Regions from separate parts of the Danio rerio genome. Here region 2 is linked to region 1. A link is a contact called in public Hi-C data. All regions are on one chromosome and are shown on one strand. The core of a region is the stretch at or near the end of the contact, and the rest is flanking DNA. Distances in the headings are between cores, read along the strand shown.

Evidence for each region. A called contact is a pair of places that touch in the nucleus more often than the background predicts.
Region 2: a contact with region 1 is called in a Hi-C map of embryo, with 1.6 times the contacts expected there. The contact joins the promoter of rad9a here to the promoter of ran in region 1. A contact is called at or near these places in 1 of 18 Hi-C or Micro-C datasets (embryo) and 1 of 4 datasets of contacts at active chromatin or transcription factors (embryo).

What each region holds. Positions count from the first base shown.
Region 1 is chr14:25,979,157-25,982,788 of GRCz12tu, reverse strand. ran (RAN, member RAS oncogene family) reads right to left here and starts at 2,335. Exons shown (of 7, transcript NM_131309.3): 1 at 2,204-2,335; 2 at 1,531-1,606. The coding sequence starts at 1,563. LOC103908747 (a long non-coding RNA gene) reads left to right here and starts at 1,593. Exons shown (of 5, transcript XR_012389727.1): 1 at 1,593-2,689; 2 at 2,785-2,961; 3 at 3,191-3,481; 4 at 3,575-3,632.
Region 2 is chr14:26,242,666-26,246,382 of GRCz12tu, reverse strand. It overlaps rad9a (RAD9 checkpoint clamp component A), which reads left to right and starts at 1,647. Exons shown (of 11, transcript NM_200207.2): 1 at 1,647-1,976; 2 at 2,416-2,486; 3 at 2,572-2,694; 4 at 3,123-3,237. The coding sequence starts at 1,943. It also overlaps a transcript of zgc:113229 not described here.

The sequences.
Region 1 (3,632 bases), core at 1,086-3,585:
CAATTAAAATAGAAATTGTGACACCCTTATAACGAAGAGAGAAATACAAGTGGGGATATCATTCCTACCGGCAAATGTGCATTTGATATCAAATACGAAAGTGAAAGCATGCCAAAATATTAATGAGCCGTTTATTCAATAGAAAAGCTGACAAATTACATCTGATCATTTTCTTCATTTTAACTGTACAATTTTTTGCAATAGGCCTATTGTTAAATGTTTTGTTTATTTCTGCACTGACACCTCAAAAGAAAGCTCAAAATTGATCTGCTTCCAACAGGTTTTTAAAAAACATTAATTCAATAAATAGAATTTTACAAAACATGACAACTAAAATGAAGCTATGAGAAAGTCTTACCTCTCTGATTTATATTTGGTGATAATGTGGGCATTAAAATTAAAAGATAGATAGATAGGCGGAAATATATACATCTATCCATCCATCTCCCCCCTCAAATTTAAATACATCACAATTGTATTTCTTTTAACTGTCAGTTGTATTTAAAGAAAAGTTATGATGAAGCAATGTTTTGCTTTTGACATTTAAAATTTGTGGCTAAAAATGAGCTATTAACTTTTTTTTATGGGGCCAGTGAAAATTTTGGCAGGGCAAGTAAAAATCCTAACTACTGGCTTGATTGGGCCAGTAGAAAATTCTTAGCACTGTATAACCCTTTTACAGCTTGAAAAGAAATTAAGATATGGATTTTTTTTTATATCCTATAAAATACATCTCCCACATGTAAAACAGTGATGGTCAATGGGGTAACATTATACAAATGTAATAAATTAAGATCTAAAGGTCTAATTGTTTTTAAAATTTAATATACAGCCACTACTATCAATAAAGCTTCATTTTATGTCATATTACATCTACATTTCAACAGGGCAAATTAATTTTAAAGGAAATCAATCCTGGGTTTAGGAATCAATAGAAAACACTAGAATGCAAGTATGAGGCAAGAAAAACTATCGGGCAGTTTGTGGAGGTTAAAAACTATGAGAAACATCTAATTTAAAACTATACCATTAGGAATAATGGCAATAACTACAATAGCAATGGTAATTTGTGTCAACAAAAGTTTCAATATTATCCAACTATAATAATATTGCTAAAGGGTCAAAATTAGAAGATTCTGCCCTGGTAAGTCTTGACAATATTAAATTATATAAAGCAATGTTGTACAGATTGTTGTAATAGACTATAATACAGAAACTAAAATAACAAAATATAAAACAAACTGGTTAAAGACAATTACACAAATTTAACATCATTTACTAAATAACTACAGTTTATTAGTAATAATAAACAATTATATGTAGTATAGTATGTAGTAAAAAATATCCTTAAATTCAGCATCAAGTGGGTTCTCGCGCTTCAATGCACTCGTTATCAGCAAGGAGTCTGCGAATTCACTAACGTTACGAAACAGTTTAGAAACTTAATGTGATGAACATGTAAACACTCAAACTGGGGCTTTAATTTGTTACCACAGACTGTCGTGCCTTTAAAGTGAAAGTGTAAGTTACCTTAAACTGAACTTGTGGCTCGTTCTCCGCCATCGCTGTACTGTGAGTGTGTGTTGGTCTTTGTGCTGCAGTCACTCTGCGGGAGAGATGGCGGGACGGTTAGTCACATCACACAAAGGCCGCACCAATTCCAAATAAAGGCCACGGGACCACAAGATTACTCAAATAAACCTTTTCGAGCCAATATTAAAAACAAAACCGCTTTTAGAACTTAAAACAAACAAATGTAATGCTCATTGAACAACACGCAGATCTAAATAAGGGGATGCGCGCGAACACACGAGGCCGCTGCCGCTGAAGCCTAAACTTCACAATACAGCGGCCGCCCGAAGGCCTCAAACAGGCCGTCAACATGAAAATCAACAAATAGCGAATTTAGTAGTTTTTAGAAATCCAGAAATTAGTTTAGTTGACAGAACTTAAAACGAAGTAAGTGTTGTTTCCGCGGCTCCAAGATCGCGCGCTACCAACAACTCGGGATGGCGCTACGACAGAGATGAGCCATGATGAAACACTCAAAACTGCACATCTGCGGCCAATAAAACGATCAGACTGACTTACTAGCGCCTGGGCACTGCAGAAAAGCTTTCAGATGTGTTTAGTCGGCGCTGAAAATAAAACGTGTTAGTGAAAAGAGTGTGTGATGAGATGAACGCAGTCGTTCCGCACTCACCGGTGTTGAAGTGATCGAGGAAGAGAGCAAATGGCTGCGCCCGCGCGGGATTCAGCATGGCTCACATAAACGCTTCCGCCCCACCACGTGACCTGCTGCTGCCGCGGGACAACAGCGTCATTTAGTGGCAGAAGAGCGAACCTTTTACAGCATATCACTCAATTTTCTTCGGCTTTAGTTCTTACTTTATCATGAGTGAAGAGCGAATAGATTAAAGGCATAAGTCACCCAAAATGAAAGTTCTGTAGACATTTATTCACTCTTTACTTGTTTCAAAACTAACTAGTTTTCTTTTTTAAATAAAAACCGACATTTTTAAGAAAGCTGGAAATCTGTAACCTTTGAAAGAGATGTGTGCACAATTTCCAAGACAAAATCCTGCCCCAACCAGGCAATGAATCTTCTGCCCGCTGAATAAAACGAGAGATAAAGGTAAGGAGCAGGTTGCCCTCTCAAGTGTCACCTTTGAGGACAGAAACACTGAAGGTAAATACATACAATTGTTACATTATGAAATTCAATTTGCACGTACGTACTAAAATAGTAATACAGCATGTTTTGGTCGATGTGCCCCTCTTTAGATCAAGATTCTTTAATAGATTGTTCTCTGAGTCATGAACTTCAGAAAATTGAGCAGAACGTCCAGCTCCAATTCCATTTCCAGCAAGACATCCAGCTCCAGCAGCCCGTCCAGCTTCAATTCCAGCAGCCTGCCCTTGATGATCAGCAGGTTCAACATCTGGCTCAAGACTTCAACGGTATATTGACCTTTATATGTATTTTGTCAACAATGTTCATGCTATGTTCCAACATCATAATATGTGTTAGCTATCTACCGGTACTTAATGTTTTATAGAAGCCTTTTTTCCTAAATCGAGTTGTGGAGACATGTGAAATAACCCTAAGGAAAGTTGTTCCTAATACATATGGAAATATTCCTTTTTATATGTTCACTAATGATAACTCCAATTACTTTACTTTTTGTAGGTGACATTTTGGGCTGCTATAAAATTGTACAAAAGCTTGGTAAGGGAGGACACGGCACAGTCTTCAAAGCGATTTGCTTGATGGACGGTCTTGAGGAACTACATTTTTACTCACTACATCTTAGCTAAATGTTTCTCTCACTGCCTGTTCAGGTCCTTTTATTGTGTCACGTTACATTGAAAACGTTTAATAAATGTGACTAATTCACCAACATTACAATTGTTGTGTTTTGTTAATCAGGTGGCATTGAAGGTTGTTTTGAAGAGGAACAATATGGATTATCTCAGCATTGTAGTTCTCTTGATTTTTAGTTCAAGATATGTTAATTATAGCCAAAAAAAGAATTTTCAAACATCACTGACAACAAATTTCTATCTTCTACAGCCTGGTCATCCTACTCCCCTTTCATTAGAAGTTGCACTAACAATACTTGCTAACGAAG
Region 2 (3,717 bases), core at 398-2,897, 260 kb before region 1:
AAATACGTTTATCTCACATCTAATTATGGTGTAAAGTATTGCTTCCTTTCAAGTTCAAACTTGACTTCAGTTCATACTTCAAATAGTTTAATTTCAAATTAATGGGTGTCAACTAATTTTCTTCAGGGGAAAAAGAAAATATGCATTAAACAAAAGCACGTCTACAAATACTGTACATTGTTGTTGTAGTGCAGGCTAAATGCATTGTACTGTAAGTTTACATTCGTATTCACTTGTATATGGAAGACTCTTTGGGTCTGCATTAGGAGAAAAAAATAAAAGTGTACAAACAAACTAAATATGTTTAAAACAATAGCTGAATTATTCATTAATTCATTTTCCTTCGGCTTAGTCCCTTTATTCATCAGGGCTCGCCATAGTGGAATGAACTTTAGTTTATAAAATTTACTTATAGCGAAGGTCTTTGGACTGTGGGGAAAACCGCAGCACCTGAAGAAAACCCATGCGAACACAGGGAGAACATGCAAACTCCACACAGAAATGCCAACTGGCCCAGCCGGGACTCAAACCAGCAACCTTTTTGCTGTAAGGGGACAGTGCTAACCACTGAGCCACCATGCCGCCTCATAAATAGTTGAATTAACAGAAATAAAATGTAAGATTAAAATAAATAATGAAAAATTAACAATTGAAACAAATTTAATTTAAATAATCTAATAATTATAAAGCAAATAGTACAAAACATCATTCTACATTTTCAGTTAAAACAAACATATAATTGCAGATTGATATTAACAATAAATATTAAAATAAGTAAATAAATAATTATGTAAATAAATAAAAAAGAGCAAAAAGTAGAATGTCTTTATAAAGCTAACAGAAACTAAATTTAGCCATATAATGGGGTATATGCACACAGACTTTTAATTTCAGTCTGCCAGCCCCAGGGCTTCAGGTTTATTGTCATCTTATACAAAATCGTTGAGTTTAAGATCTGAGCTCTTAAAAAAAAACAGCGATCTTCACTGCCTGGCTGAGACACGATATAAAGTATCAGACCAAACAAGAAGCATTAAACTATATTTTTCCACGCCATGTCTTTAAAATATGGCAGTTTATTTTACCCCAGTATTTTCAATGGAGTTTCAGAGCTAGCCTGTGGCTAATGACGGCATCTACGTTTAAATGGTCTTTCTTCTCTTTTTATGCTTTAACAACGAAATGGATTTCTAAGTCTATTTAACTGATTATATTTGAATTACATTATAACATCAATGCTGTTAAAGGAACCTCATAAAACTGAAAATAGTTACATTAAGCTTTAACCAGAAGTTTATAATTGTCAGAAAGACACTAGCTGTGCATATAGCCCATTGATATGTATTTTTATATCACATGAGGATGATGTTTTAAAACAATCTTGCATCTAAAGAAAAAAGGAAACCCCTGAACTGAAGGTATTTAGTTTTACTTTACACCCATAACGAACTGAATGCTCATAAATTGTTTTCAAACAGCTTTTCATGTTTTAAACTTATGAGAATAACTAATTTAAAATCAACGAACCTAAAGCTGACCCTGTAAAACCTGTTTTCCTATGCTTTTTCTTTCACATGGTGGGAGGCCTCTGTCTCTGTATGTGGACGCTTTGTTATGACGTAAACGCTGTGTGTCTGAGACCTCGCGCTGATTGGGTGGAGCAGAAAATACGCGCCATATGTCTGATTCGAAGTAAACAGTGTCGCACAACTGCCGATTTCTTGAATTATTTTCTTATAATAAGTTTATCGTCTTAATTATGCGTCTTTTTTATTCGATAAAAGATAACAGCTCTTAAACCTGTCTTTACGATCAATTCACCGCATTATAAGCGCCGCTGGTGTCATGTGGCCGGTTACCTGATTCATTACTATCAACAGATCGAGCTAGTGGATAGTTCATGCTTTACTTTGTTTAAAAATAGTATTATTGACAAAATATCATGGATTGTGTTGCAACTGGAGCAAACGTGAAAGGTAATGAAACTCATGTTATTTAGTGAAAGCTCACCCGGGACGCAAAGCGTTGTGTGATAAATAAGTTAAATCTAAACATGTGACGCAACATAACTTCTACAGATTGAAGTAAAGTTGGTTTTATATTCTCACATTCAAACTTTCCTATTCTGTGCAAATTCTACATAAGGGAATCATAATAGCAGCCAATGACTACCAAAGCACAAAGCAGCATTATTCAAGTCAAATAAATAGTGCTGATGTTGTTTTGAAGTCATACTTTCATGTGATTTCAGACCCAATGTTCAAAGTACTGTGATAAACAATATAGGGAGCTTTTCACAAGTTGACACTGAACGAAAGTGCTAATAATATAAAACCAACTTTACTTCAGCCGTATCCAGCTCTTAAAAGATGCTTTTATGAATAGACCAAGAAAACTGATTCACATTTGTTGTAGTTTTAGCAAAAGCCATACATTCCCTGTCGAGAATTGGAGAGGAGCTGTATTTGGAGCCTGTGGATGATGGGGTAACATCATTAATGTTTCAGTTGTGTTTTTATTTAGCCAGATGTGAGATGGTATCTTAAAGAACTCTGTATCTTGTGTTTTTAGCTGGCCCTGCGGTCGGTCAACTCTTCCCGCTCAGCCTTTGCCAGTTTCCAGTTGTCTCCTCTCTTCTTCCAGAGATACCAGGCTCCAACAGACCAGAGCTTTCGCTGCAAAATGCCCATCAAAGTAACATCTCCTGCGTCTATGCATTTCAGGCACTTTATGGTTTGGTTAAAGGGTTAGTTCCCCCAAATCAAATCTTTACTCACCCTGTGTTTCTTCTTCTGTTGAAAAAAAAAGTTATATTAAAAAAATGTTGGAAACTGGTAAAGATTGACTTCTCTAGTGTTTGTTTTTTCCTACTATGGAAGTCACTGGTTTCTAACATTCTTCAAAAAATTTTTTTTGTGTTCAACAAGAAAAAGAAACTCGTGAAGATTTAGATCCACATGAAGGCGAGTAAATAATTGCTTTGGGGGCCAAACCATCTCTTTAAATACCTGTTATTTAATCACTTATTTAATAGAATTTTAATGTGTATCAATAACGCCCACTCATTTACATATACTCCTGTTAGCACATTTAAAAATATATATTTTTCTTGTCCTCTTCAGAGTGTTCAGGCCGTGTTCAAGTCACTGTCATCTTTGGAGCGATCTGTAGAAAAATGCCGTATACAGTTGAACAGTGAGAAGAGTCGGTTGACTATTACTCTGCACTGTAAACACGGTAAAAACATACATCTGAAAACTTTTTTTACAAGGATTATTTGTGTACTTTTGCACAACTCAATATATAAAGTTTCATGTAGAAGAATGTCTGGGTTTCTGCAGGTTTCATAAAGTTAAATTTAGATGTTTTAAAAGTATTATGAATGCATGCCAGACAGATATTGTGCTAAACAGCAAGATTTTTTTCTAGATTTCTAGATTTTTACTTGCCCCATCAAAAAAAATGCTAATTTAATAAATTTTTAGTGATATTTTTAAAACAATTTGTCATAACAAGCCAAGTCTAGTTGCATATATACACATTTTGTTCAACATAACTTTTCTTTTTTTTTTTTAATTGACAAGTTTTAAAAACATTCACAACAGTTTGTCCAGTTCAGTGTTCCTACCAGGTAGCTCTAAACAAAGCTTTTAACAAATGTTATTGTAAGGAAGATAATAATTAAACCATATTGGGAAACAGAGGTAACAAATTAAA